3 separate regions of the Mus musculus genome follow, and all the other regions are linked to region 3. Evidence: chromatin contacts called from public HiChIP or PLAC-seq and promoter capture Hi-C data. All regions are on one chromosome and are shown on one strand. The core of a region is the stretch at or near the end of the contact, and the rest is flanking DNA. Distances in the headings are between cores, read along the strand shown.

Evidence for each region. Promoter capture Hi-C pulls out the DNA fragments that hold promoters and counts their contacts. HiChIP or PLAC-seq counts read pairs in DNA pulled down with a chosen protein or histone mark.
Region 1: an H3K27ac HiChIP or PLAC-seq map of microglia shows a contact between it and region 3, with 5 times the contacts expected there. The contact joins the promoter of Gpt2 here to the promoter of Fbxw9 in region 3. A contact is called at or near these places in 3 of 39 promoter capture datasets (the 3T3-L1 cell line, the HPC-7 cell line and cranial neural crest) and 1 of 115 datasets of contacts at active chromatin or transcription factors (microglia).
Region 2: a promoter capture Hi-C map of liver shows a contact between it and region 3, with 2.0 times the contacts expected there. The contact joins the promoter of G430095P16Rik here to the promoter of Fbxw9 in region 3. A contact is called at or near these places in 1 of 39 promoter capture datasets (liver) and 3 of 9 other capture datasets (adipose tissue, liver and pancreatic islet).

What each region holds. Positions count from the first base shown.
Region 1 is chr8:85,489,388-85,493,865 of GRCm38.p6, reverse strand. It overlaps Gpt2 (glutamic pyruvate transaminase (alanine aminotransferase) 2), which reads right to left and starts at 1,290. Exons shown (of 12, transcript NM_173866.4): 1 at 1,177-1,290; 2 at 697-961. The coding sequence starts at 939.
Region 2 is chr8:84,721,791-84,725,925 of GRCm38.p6, reverse strand. It overlaps G430095P16Rik (RIKEN cDNA G430095P16 gene), which reads right to left and starts at 2,869. Exons shown (of 2, transcript NR_169084.1): 1 at 2,655-2,869. It overlaps Nfix (nuclear factor I/X), which reads left to right. Exons shown (of 11, transcript NM_001371053.1): 7 at 2,076-2,198; 8 at 4,108-4,135.
Region 3 is chr8:85,058,591-85,063,298 of GRCm38.p6, reverse strand. Fbxw9 (F-box and WD-40 domain protein 9) reads right to left here and starts at 3,180. Exons shown (of 10, transcript NM_026791.2): 1 at 2,763-3,180; 2 at 1,214-1,353; 3 at 999-1,127. The coding sequence starts at 3,171. It overlaps A230103J11Rik (RIKEN cDNA A230103J11 gene), which reads left to right and starts at 2,839. Exons shown (of 4, transcript NR_110582.1): 1 at 2,839-2,892. Mir7070 (microRNA 7070) reads right to left here and starts at 1,213; the gene lies at 1,128-1,213.

The DNA.
Region 1 (4,478 bases), core at 41-2,540, 430 kb before region 3:
TTCAAGCCAGCCTCCCTGGCTGGTATCACCAAGATGAAGTCCCAGGTTCACCTCATTAAGGTCATAAGGACCCAACTCTCCCACTATAGCAATCAAAGGTTCTCGGGGTACAAAATAAGGAATTCTACCCATCTCTTTTCCAGAGTCCCGGTCTTGTCAAGCCACTGTGGCTGGCAAACACCCAGCAGGCCTCTGCCAGAAAAAAGGGTTCGGGAACAAACCAGCCAGTCACACAGTCTTCCTTCCTCCCTCCGCTCCTACTTAACAGGGTTTTCACCTCGCCACCCCCCCCCCCAGCCCCTTCGTCTCACTTCAAAGAACTTACTTATTCTCTATCTGAAACTCTCACTTCTATATTTGCTTGTTTTCCCCCTTCCAAGGGATCCACGAGGGTAGGGCACTTAGGGAACACGCAGTGCCTGGCAGCAGAGGCCGCTCAATAACTGGGCACAATTCAACAAGTGAACCGTCGAAGGCCTCACTTTGTGCCAGATGCGGGGCACTGGTGGGTGACGGGAGAGAGAGGGGGCGTTCTCTCGCTTTAGCCAAAAATGGCACAAAGAAGAAGCTGAAAGCCGAGGGGGTGGGGGGTTTCGGAGGGTTGGAGGTCCTTCAGGAGGACCCCAAAGTAGCTTGCCACAGTTCTTCCCGCCATGAACGCCCCCTGGCCTCGCCCCCCGCAGGCCCTGCGCTCACCCGCTGCAGCTCCATCTCGATCTCGCCGGCTTTGAGCACGATGGGTCCCCGCACAGCGTACTCCACCGCCTTCACCTGCGGGTTCATGGACTCCAGGGTGAGGATGCGGTCTCGAGGGCTGCGCTCCGGTCGCACCTTGAGCGCCGCCGAGGCTTCGGCTGCAGCGCTGCTGTGACTACGGCCCCAGGGGCCCGAGGCGCGGGGGCAGGAGCCCCGCCGCACCAGCACCGCTGCCCGCTGCATCGCGAACCTGCCGAGATTAGCCCTGGCCCAGAAAGAAGGAGAGCAAGACGTCACGCACAGCCCCAGGTGGACACCAGTCCCCCAAGAACCCAAGGCTCTCGGCCGGCAGCGCCAGCCTAGCTCCAGGGCTGTATTCCCACCCTCTGGTTACTGGGACCTTGCACCCTGCCACTGCAGCACCAAGACGCTACACCGCTAGGTTGCCGGAGCTGCGCCTAATGTGGGTATGCAACGTGCCTGTCGCCGCGGGACCGTCCGCACCGCTCCGGTTAAGGTGAGCCTGGGCTGCTCCCAAACCCGGTGGCCGGCCACCGCATCCTGGCGCCTGGCACCAGCACCTCCTGGCTCCCTGTATTCGCACACCCACCGCCGCCGACTCCGCCTCGGGCCTGCGCGCTGACTTCTGGGTCTTGTAGTTGTCTTGACCGTATCAACACTGCAGTGATGAACCGGATAAACTACAAGTCCTCTAAAGCCTGGCGCAGGCCAGACTGGGCTGGGCGGGGGGTGGGGAGCGGTCGTCTGGGCGGGGTCTTGGTGACAGAGAATCCCTACTTTAAGGCAGCGACTGTCCTTTCCAGAGGCTTTTGGAATTTTTTATTTGCTACTTGGCTGCTTCTCCCTAGATGCACACCCCGCCTCCCTTCACCCTCACCTCGGGACACCTACAGTGACGTGGGATGCGTGGTGATGCACTCTTCGCCTTGAGTTTCATCATCCCAGCCATATGGTTCTCCTAGCCACTCAGGGGCAGCTGGTTAGGAAGTAGGGCCACTGAAACTTGATATGCCACCCAGTCTCCTTCTCAGAATCAACGTTCTTGTTAGCAAAAATCTGTGTATGGGGAGGGTGGGGTGGGGGGATGGGGGTAGGGAGGTTGTAGGAAGGGACCACACACCAAGTGCTACAGTTTTGCATCACCTCTCTATCCGAAGGCCCACCTCACATCCATTGTATCCATTTTATTTTCTTTCTAGCCTTCCTAGCATCTAAAATTTACCTCATTTAGATACTTCTAGAGGACTCAGAAGGATAAAAACAATGTTTTTATTTTGTTTTGTTTTGTTTCTGTCCGTTGATTTCACAACATCTCTAACACTATATAGGCACTTAGTAAATATTTGTTGACTACACAGAACATGGTGGCAATTACTTTGGGCAAAAGTATCCAGCCAGTAGATCCCTCCACACATGCATTTTGCACATGCGGAGTGTATTAGAAAGAGTTCTCTAGAGTCACAGAACTATACAGTAAACAACAGCTATATAGTTGTCTCTATATAGTAAAGGAATTTGTTGATGGCATACATTCTGTAGTCCAACTCCCCATCAATGGTCAGCAGCAGCTGTGAATGGAAGTCCAAGGATCTAGCAGTTGCTCAGTCCCACATGGTAAGCAGGCAAAGAAGAGTGAATCTTCCTTCTTCCGATGTCCTTATGTAGGTCTCCAGCAGAAGGCATAGTCCAGATTAAAGGTGTGATGGCACACACCTTTAATCCCAGATAACAATGAACTCAGAGATCTCCCTGTCTTAATCTTCTGGGATTCATACCCACTATGCCTCAGAGAGCCTTCTAATTCTGGATTGCAGTTCATTCCAGATATAGTCAAGCTGAAAACCAGGAATAGCCACTACACGGAGCAAGCTTGGGACAAGACTAGGTTGAGTGTGCAATTGGTGCAAAGGTAGAAATGTAAGCTAGGGGGCTGGAGAGATGGCTCAGCGGTTAAGAGCACCAACTGTGCCCGGCGTGGTGGTGCACACCTTTAATCCCAGCACTCGGGAGGCAGAGGCAGGGGGATTTCTGAGTTCGAGGCCAGCCTGGTCTACAGAGTGAGTTCCAGGACAGCCAGGGCTATACAGAGAAACCCTGTCTCAAAAACCAAAACCAAAACCAAAAAAAAAAGCACCAACTGCTCTTCCAGAGGTCAATTCCTGGCAACCACATGGTGGCTCACAACCATCTGTAATGGGATCTGATGCCCTCTTCTGGTGTGTCTGAAGACAGCTACAGTGTACTCATATAAATAAAATAAAATAAATAAATCTTTTTTTAAAAAATTCCTTAAAAAAAATAAAAAAGAAAGAAATGTAAGCTAACAGGCTGAGCCACAAACTTCTGCAAGGAGGACATGATGGAGGACATGATGGAGGACATGATGAAGGACATGATGGAAGACATGATGGAGGACATGATGGAGTTGATTTCCTTCCCTCTGCCTCAGACTCCCTATCTGCAAAATAAATTGAGTTAAATGGCCTCCTTTTTCCCTTGGTGTCTTGAACATTTTGTAATTCTGGGAGTTTTGAGGCCAAACAGCCCAGAGTTTGCACAGTCGCAACAAACACATTTGTCTTATGAAACTTGGGAAAAGGAGACACTATTTATTCAGTGTAGGGGAGAGGCAGTATAGGGGAGACAGAAGCAGGAAATTGAGGTGGTGGTGGGCTGAGAATAATTGCACACAACCACTTTTGAGTCACCTGACTTCAAGCATGTCACTGTCCTCCTCATGTGTGAAATGGAGGCAGCAGTACCTACCATGAGCAACTGAGGAGAAAGTTCTGGTGGGACTTGGCAGAACTTGGATCCTGAAGTTACACCACACTCTTGTTGATCTCTCCTCAAGGGACTACCATACACTTTGATCAAACAAATCGATTACTCATGAAAGAGGAATGTGTCAGGGAGAACAGAAGCCAAAGATAGCTCTAAGTATTCCTTAGTAAACGAGTCTGACTTGTCAAGTCCCTGCAAAGAAGTTATTTATGTGGTATAGGAGGCTGCTGCTGCTTCTCTGTCATCTTCTCTTACAAGGAAAGAAATAGTTTATTAAGGGAGAGATGCAAAGAAGTAGAGAGGTGAGCCAGGCCTTCCCTGTGGGCTGCCTCCCAGAAAGCAAGCAGGAAAAAAGGCTGTCTGGGCTTTTTTTTTTTTTTTTTTTTTTTTTTTTGGTTTTTCGAGACAGGGTTTCTCTATATAGCCCTCGCTGTCCTGGAACTTGCTTTGTAGACCAGGCTGACCTCGGACTCAGAAATCCGCCTGTCTCTGCCTCCCGAGTGCAGAGGTGTGCGCCACCACGCCCGGCCTGGGCTTTTGTTTTTAATTTTATATTATGCATACAAGTGTTTTGTCTGCATGTATGTCTGTGCTCCATGTGGGTGCAGTGCCCACAGAGGCCAGAAGAGGGTGTCAGATCTCCTGAAATTATAGTTATAGACATTTGTGAGTGGCCATGTCATTGCTGAAAACCAAACTTGATTCCTCTAGAAGAGCAATCAGTGCTCTTAACCACCGGATAACTCTCTATTCTCATGTTTGGGCTTTTAATTGACCAACACCTCTCTTAACAAGGTCCCCTCCTCAGCCTTTGTCTCTTTGCGCAGCATTTAGTCTCCAGGTTGAAGATTCTCCCAGTGTTGTAGGACCTCTAAGTACTTCAATGGTTTTCAATGTTCTGTTATTACTCACTCTGCCCCTTTGAAGAGCCATGCAAACACATACCTCCACGCCCAAACCCCACTCAACTTCGACCT
Region 2 (4,135 bases), core at 1,620-4,119, 340 kb after region 3:
TTGCCGGGTGCCCTCCCTCGGGGAGACAGATTTGAAGTAGACTAACCCTAGCCCTGGGGCCCAGCTTTACAGAGAAGCTTAGAACTGAGGGTGTGGAAGAGCAGAACTGTCTTGGGAAACTAGCAAAGAACAGAGATTCTGTCGAGCCCAGAGGAAGCAGCCTAGACCTTCCCAGTCCTCACTGAGCTGGCTTCCTGCTGAGTCCAGCCAAGGGCTGCTCCAGGACAGGCTGGTCAGATAGGCAGCCTAGAAGCCCAGAGGGACAGATTTATACACACCAAAAGCTGTGAATGTCCTTGAGGCATTGGGACCTGAAAGTGCAGACCTGCCATCGTACGTACAGTGGATACAGAACTTGCCCAGTGTAGATGGAGCTGGGGACACTCTGGATAGGGCTGGGGACCGGCCTTCATGGTTTGAACCAGGTGTCTGGTAGAGAACGGGCTGAGAGAGCTGGTGCAGCCTCTGGCTTTGGCTCTGCTTCCCGTGCAACGACAAGCAAAGCTGACCTCCTGGTCTTAGGCAGAGGGAGTGGACTTGCCACCCTCTCGAGCACCAATGGGGACTGCTCTGTGGAAAGGCACCCCCAGCATGACCTGGAGGTCCCTCACAGGATCTCCCTGTGGCAGACAGGGTCTGGGCCAGTGTGACCTACACACACCCCTAGGGGAATCTCTGGAGGTGGGTAGAGAGGGAGCTGAGAAGTTTGAAGATTGCTGTGTGCCAGGTCCCAGCCAGACTCGCCCTTGGGCAGGTGACATCTGCAAGGACTGCTGCTAGGGTACCTTGAGGACCCGCTGACTGCCTGTGACTCCATGTTCCCAAGAGCCCCCTTGCCAGGCTTCTGCAGTCTGCCCTCTGTCTGCTCTACCGCCTGCCCATTTCTGCTGCTTCTGGTAGTTCTGCCATGCACTGCGCCCCCAGAATCCCTTATACCCCAACTTGTCGTCGTTTCCCTGGGCTGCGACAAATCGCCAATTAAGCAGCCCAGCTGCAGGATGGGAACAGCTGGGTAGGCACTGTGCAGCAGCAGGGACAGCTGTGCACAGCTGGTGGGGCACTCCCCCCTCCTCATCATGCCAGCTATCAGGTGGTACACAGCTGCCGCCAGATAACACCTCTGCTGGTCGCTGGGAGCTCGCCCTCCCCCCTCCCCCCAATTCTCTCTGTGGTTGAAACTCTGAGTTTCTGTTCTGCAGCCCCCTTTCCCATCAAAAACAAATAGATTTATCCCTCAAAGATCGAAGCTCAAAGTCTGCCTCACCTCCACCTTTGCCTGGTCAGTCTGGGCATGGCCTTGAAGCTAAGTCCAGGATAAGAGATACCGAAAGAGTGTGCTCCTGGGAGCTGTTTGACAGCCTGTCACCTGGAACTGTGCATACTGGACAGAGATGGTGTTGGCTTGCAATCTCTTGACTGTCAAAGGCAAAGCCCAGATGGGGGTCTTTTTGTACCCGTCTCTGGCTAATACCGCCCTTGCCTTTGGCAACAGGGCAGAGAAGAGCCCCACTCTCTGAGCCCTATGGCCAGGGCAGTCCTTGCCTCTAGTTGTTCCCAGGGTGCTCCCAGCTCTGGCTCCTGCCTTTGTTCTCCTTTTGCTGCTTTGGAGGGCTTCTAACCATGCTTTCCCTTTTCCTTTTCTCCAGAAAGAGAGTGCTGGTTTCTTCAGGCCAGGGTGTCTTGTCACAGCCCCCAGCCTGTGCGTCCCACCCTTGGCGCTCTGGCTCCTTTCATGGCTCTCCAGCAGGCATCTGTGGGCTCCTCGTGCATCCCTTCCTAGATGCCAGCCTTGTACCCATTTTAATTCCTTTATCGACCGTCAGGAGCAGGATGCTTTCCTCTGCCAGCCACCCTTGCCCAGCATATCCTCCCACATGTTACCAGGGGCCTCATTTTCCTCTCTGCAGAAGCAACTGTAGCCAGATTGCACCCCTGAGGTCAGGCCCCAGGAGGAGCAGAGCAGGGCCCGAGGTGGAGGAAGGGCTGCTGGGTGCTGAGAAGAGAAGGAGCGGGCTGCTTAGCTGGCTTCCTACCCCAGCCAGCTAAACCTGCGTGTTGCTGCTTCCTCCCCCCAGGCCCTGCTTCTCTAAAGAAGTCAGGAAAGCTGGACTTCTGCAGCGCCCTCTCCTCTCAGGGCAGTTCCCCACGCATGGCTTTCACCCACCACCCGCTGCCTGTGCTTGCTGGAGTCAGACCAGGTGAGAGATGGGGGCGGGGCTTAAGGGGACACTGCGGGAGGCAGCCACAGCAAGGGGCAGCTGGCCAGGAGCAACAGGGGGCCAGGGATCAATCTAAGTTATAGATCTGGGCTCCCCAAGTGGGTCGTGGCACAGCAGTGGGGTGGCATGGGATGGGCAGTGTAACTCTGAGAACCAGGCTGCCCACTCGGTTCCTAGAATCCCTCCCACATGCTAACTCTGGCTGTGTTAAGTCTGTGTTGGGTGCATGGTCTGCACATGCTCACTGGGAGCTGCATGCAGCCTCCCCCTCCCCCACCAGCAAGTAGTTGAGCCAAGTTGCTCTCCTGTGGATTAGAAAGAGTACTGCTCAGCAGTCCAGGTTCCTGGTGTCTGTCCTAGAGCAAACCGGCACCAAATCTGGGCCTCCCTGCTTTTCCCAGAAGTGAAGGGCTGGGCCAGAAGGACAAGGCTCACCATGAAAAGGACTGTCTTGCTGCTCTGAGGGCATCTTCAGGCCCTGAGAAGATGCTGGATCTTCCTGAGGGTGGGGCCAGGCAGGATACCCGGGAACCTGGCCCTCCTGCACGTGCTGCTTCCGCCTCAGCACCCATCTGGCAGCAAAGGCCTGGCTTTTGTTTGCACATGGCCCTGTATCTGCCATGCCTCTCTTCTCTTCTGTAGGACGCGACAGGGAGGTTTACCTCCCGGCTTCCTCCTTGGGGCCTCCTGGCTTAGAGCCCAGAGGCAGCCAGCACTGGGGCAGGGTGTGGTGGCCACAAGGTGGGGGCAGGGAGCCCAGGCCTTGTGCAGGCGGCAGGAGGGAGGCAGGCTCCACCCTGCTGCGCTCCATTTTTATGAACTCCAGAGAGAAGCCAAGTTTCCTCAGCCCCCTAATGAAACTGAGAGCAAGAGTGAGCTGATTGGAAACAGACAGGAAGGGGGAGAACTTGAGGAAGAGCTGAGGCCTGTACAGGGGTAGGAACTGTGAGTTCACAGCGGCAGGGCCAACACATGAGGGGGGCCTAAGCATCCACTTACACATTTGGAGTTGTGTGTGTGCCGGGTGCCGATCCTGCACAGGCAGGGTCTGCTTGTCCAGAGACCACGGGGCTGTGGTAATCTGGTGTCGGTCCTTTCAGGCAGGCTCACACCTAGGACGGGGCAAGTGAGGTGTTTGCCAAGGGTAAAAGAAGGAAAATGTCAAGGATACTAAAAAAACTCAACCGGCAATAAGTAACATATTAGTGTGTTGTTTCTAAACAGTAAAAACAGTTGCAAAGCATAGGGTGAGTCTAACACCTGAAATCCCAGCACACAGGAGGCTGAGGCAGGAGGATCAAGAATTGGAGGCCCTATGACTGTCTCAAAAACCAAACAAGAGCAAAACCTTATGAGAAGCAAGTAACATTGTAACAGTTTGCTGGGACTGAGGCGTGGTGGCAGAAAGCACACCCCAGTACTGCAAAGACAAAAGAAAATCAACCATCCGAAAACAAACAACAAGAAAGTGCCCAGCACGTGCCTGCGAGGGTCCAGAATTTAAGGTCATCAAGTTCAGCCCCGGCTACAAGATAGCAACAAACCAACCAGAAAAGCAACATCCTAACAATTTTAAATAGGCCAACCCAACCCTGCGCTGGTAGCTGGCTGTTCACCTGCCTCAGCTAACCCCCACGCCAGCTCCCGGCAAACAGTATTTATAAAAGCAAGCAGCTGGCCCTCAGGTACTAGCCTGCCAGTTTATTTTATTTTATTGCATTGATTTTTTTTTTAACTTAGATGACTGAGGCGTTTTGTGCCTGACACAGTGCTTCTGCCCCATCCTGCCTCTTCCTCAGGACCCTCAGCCCTTTTGCCAGCCGTTGTGTCTTGCTTTTCCACGTGGCTGTTCTCACACCCTTTCTCTCCCCTGCCTGTGTGCACACAGGGAGCCCCCGGGCCACGGCATCAGCGCT
Region 3 (4,708 bases), core at 1,931-4,430:
GATTTCTGAGTTTGAAGTTTGAGGCCAGCTTGATCTACAGAGTGAGTTCCAGGACAGCCAGGGCTATACAGAGAAACCCTGTCTCGAAAAACCAAAAGGAAAAAAAAAAAAAGAATGTAGCTTCGGGAGCTGGAAAGGTGGCTCAGCAGCTAAGAGCACTGACTGAGCTTTCAGAGGACCCAGGTTTGATTCCCAGCACCCACATGGTGGCTCACAACCACCTGCAACTCTAGTTCCATGGGATCTAACGCCCCATCCTGGCCTCCATGGGCACCAGATGCACAACTGGTCACAGACATATATACAGGTAAAACACCCCACACATAAAATTTTAATTAAAAAAAATGTGCAGCTTCCCCTTCAGAACCTAACTAATCACATGCCCCCCTTTTTATTTACAAAAAAGTGGGGGGGGACCAAAAATGAAAAAACAGTTCCTGCCTTATCAGTTACTATGTGTAATGAGCTGACATCTGGTCAACACATTCCCTGCCAAACCCTTTGAGAAGGCACTGTAATATATGCTCTTTGATAAGTGATGCAATTTGGGCAAAGGGAAATTGAGTTCCCCCACTCAGTAGACATTTGAACTCAGCATTCAGTCTGTTGGTCATGGGCACAGATCACTTTGACGATGGGTAGAGCTGCCCTCCATCAACCGCTTCGCATGAAAGCAGTCATACTGAAGGCTCGCTGATCCCCAGTGACCAGGAACAGCTTTATAGCTACTACCCATTTGCACTTGACCTCTTGACGTATACCTGACAGCTTATTGAGCAACTGTTGTGTGCCAAAGACCAAAATTATGGCATATGCATATTAATACTTAGTCCACTTTCAACTTCATCTTAACCAAAAACAGTAAAAACTGAATTCATCAAGAGTTATACCAACAGTAGAGGTAGAGTCGAGTCTATGCAATCTAACATCAGAACCCAGTCCCCCAGCTGCAGCATCCTCCCAGCCTGTTCTTATCCCCCCGCCCCCAGACTGCTCACCTTGTGTGTGCTATTGCCCTGGGTGCCTAAGGCCTTCACCAGAACTCGGCTGGGATCCTTCCCTAGATGGCGCAGGTCCCACAGGTTGACATTCCGATCCCGGGAGCCTGACAGACACAGTGCCCCACCCTGGAGGGAAGGAGAGCCTGGAGTTAGTTATCCTTGAGGTTCCTCACCTCCTAGCCTGCTTGGCCTCCTGCCTCAGCTCCCCTCACCTGGAGCAGCAACACCGCATCAATGGAAGCAAAGTGGCCATCAGCCAGGCAGAAGTACTCGGTTCGCTGTCCATCCTCTGCCCAGCGGGCCAGGTGCTGCTCCAGCTCAATGCAGGCGGCTGGCCAGTCAAAGTTCTCCTCTATGGTGTAGCAAGAGCAGGGCATTCAGAGGACATCAACTGACAGAGCCCAGCCCTGGCTGTCAGGGAGCCCAACCTTCACCAGACCTAGATAGAATGCTGCCTGGATCCCAAACAGGCACAGGCTCTGGCTTTGTCTCAGGCTACCTGACCACCCATCTCCCATGCAGAACTAAGAATATTTACCCCAGCTCTAAGAAACCGAGACTAACATTTTTACAGGCTTCATTCTCAAACCCTAGCCCAGGTGACAGTAATTTCTCTCTCAATTCTCCCCAGGGGCCTCAAGATTAACCAACTCTTCTGGGTTTAGATCCAGGGACACAGTGGTTAAAACTTCTAACTACCCAAGCAGTGGTGGCGCACGCCTTTAGTCCCAGCACTTGGGAGGCAGAGACAGGCGGAGTTCTGAGTTTGAGGCCAGCCTGGTCTACAGAGTGAGTTCCAGGACAGCCAGGGCTACACAGAGAAACCCTGTCTCAAAAAACAAAAAATTAAAAATTAAAAAAAAATCCTTCTAACTATAAACCAGGAAGCCACATCAAGACACAGAAGCCAAGGGGTGGGAAATATGGCTCGGCAGTAGAGAACTTACCTAAGTTATCCCTAGTCGCTCTTCCTGCCCCCTCCCAAGTCAGAATCTAAACCTCAGGTCAGCCATTCAATGGTCTGGAGGAGGTCCAAGCACCTGTTTTATCAAAGCTGTTTGTAAATCTGACTCGGGGTTGGAGGGCAACTCCCTAATGCAGAAGAATCAAACTCTTCCAGATTAGAGGAATCAAGAGCCTGAGAACCTAGCAATATCAGAACCAGGAACATGTCCGAGACATGCTGAGGATGGGACACGTCATAAAGCATTTACCTAGCATAGCCAAAGCCCTGAGTTCTGTCCTTAAAAGCAACAGCAAAAACTCAAAATCATCGATTTCAAGTTGTCTCTTCCTCCAGAAACCAATGACCTCAAGGGCAGAAGGAACAACACAGCTCTGCAAAGATGACAAGGCTAGCCCAAACACTTGTAAGGCTAAGGAGCTACATGAGAACCTGCCCCAAAATAATAAAATAAAATAGAAAAGGTGACAGGCTAGACCTAGAACTGAAAGATTACTGGTATTAATGATCCCAATCGGGAGTCTAGAAATTCAGAACCTCTTAACGAATCCTGGATCAACACTCCATGGGTCAAAGGCTTTGTTATGCTAGTTGCTGCTTGTGCCTCAAGTTGTTTCCAAAGCTTGGGAATTCTTGGGCTAGGGCCTTTGTGCTAACAAAGCGCAAACCCGGAAATCTTTGGATTTTAAGTTTAGAAATCCCAGGTCCAGAGCACTTCCTGAGGAAACCAAGTGGCCTTGTGGTCGACAAGGATTAGGCAGCACCCCAAAATTCCTGTCTCCCAAGGATGTGCATACCTTCCACCACTGGGTAGGGTGCGCGTACGCGGCGCTGAGCGCGTAGCCTCCAGGTGACACGATCACGCACGAGGTCGTGCAACGCTTGGCACACGCACGGCAGGACTTGAAGCACGACTCGCGCATCCAGGTAGGCACAGATCTCCAGCAGCAGCTCCGGGGGAAGGCTCAAGAGGCCCGGTAGGCGCACGGCCGGGACTTTGGAGGCGGCCTTTCGCTCCGGCACGCCTAGGGACGCGGAGAACATGGACTGCAGTGACGAGCGCCGCGGGGTCAGGCCAAGCTTGGGAGGGGTAAGCACACGGGCTACGTAGGCCTCAGCTTGAGTGTCAGGGTCGGGATCTGGCTCGGGGTCAGATTCCTCCTCACAAGAGCGAGGATCCCCACTCCGCCCTGAGGAAAGATCCATGGCGCCCGGGTGGGCGCGGCTGTACAGGTTTAGCCAGAGCCGCGTCTTGTTTCCTAGGCAGCGCGAGATCACTTCCGGCGCCCATTAGATGACGTCAGAGACTAACACCTGCCAGATATTGCTTGGAAATCAGACGTCTAGTCCTGTGCGGGTGTGAATGGTTTTTTTTTTTTTTTTTTTTTTTTGGTTTTTCGAGACAGGGTTTCTCTGTATAGCCCTGGCTGTCCTGGAATTCACTTTGTAGGCCAGGCTGGCCTCGAACTCAGAAATCCACCTGCCTCTGCCTCCCGAGTGCTGGGATTAAAGGCGTGCACCACCACGCCCGGCGTTTATCTTTTATTTCTACTCCTTTTTTTTTTTTTTTTTTAAGGCAGGGTTTCTCTGTATAGCCCTGGCTGTCTTGGAACTCACTTTGTAGACCAGGCTGGCCTCGAACTCAGAAATCCACCTGCCTCTGCCTCCCGAGTACTGGGATTAAAGGCATGTGCCACCACCACCCAGCTAAATAATTCTTAAAAAAAAAAAATGGTCACTGGGTCCTCAACCCGGGCAGTGGGCACGCCTTTAATCCGGCTTCTACTCTTATATTTGGAATCCCCTGAAGCTAGGTTTACAGGTCGGCAATCACCTCTTGTGGATGCTAGAAACCCAATTTTCATCTTCTCCAAGACCAACTGCTTTGTTTTAGACAAGTAATCCAGGATGGCCTCTAATTCGGTGGGTGACCTGCCTCTGCTCTCTCTGTTGAAATGAAAGGCACCTATCTCGCTCACTTAAAGTGCTCTTAAGCCATGGGCCATCGACCGTTTCAGCCCTGGAGTTTATGCTTTGTACGCATTTGGAGGCCTGAGGTTGAGATGGTTGGAGGCCTTCTTCAATCTCCATCTTAGTTTATTGTCCTAAATTTTGTGTGTGCTCCCGTGCACCACAGGTCACATGTATCAGAGCAACTCTGTGGAGTCACTTCTCCATCACCTTTACATAGGTTCTGGAATCAAATTAAGGTAAACAGGCAGCAAACATCTTTATGTGCTGAGCCAACTCTCACAGCAGGCATCTTATATCTTGAAACAGCTATTGACTAATGACTTTTAGCTAGACTGGCTGGCCAGCCAGTGAGCCTCAGGAAGCCTTCTGTCTCTGTTCACCAGGAGTTGCTCTCCTGTGCCCAACACTGATGTGGGCAATCCTAATTTAGGTCTTCAACTTTGCATGGCTTCAACAGTTAAGCTCCACGCCTAAGTTTATTTTGGGGTCAAATGACCATTGTCTAGGAACTCTGATTCAATTTCAAATAGGTCAGGCAAAACTGTGGGCAATAAATGGTTAAGGACTAAAGGTAGTAGGCCAGGATAATTTCACATAGACGAGTCACAGCTCCCCACAATCAGTCCTGTCCAGGTATAATCTTTCTTTTTAATTGATTTTAAGGGTATCACTATGTAGCCTTATCTTGATCTCTATATAAACCTGGTCACTATATAGGCAGGGCTAGCCCTTGAACCCTAAATGCTTCCAAATGCTGAGATTAAAGATA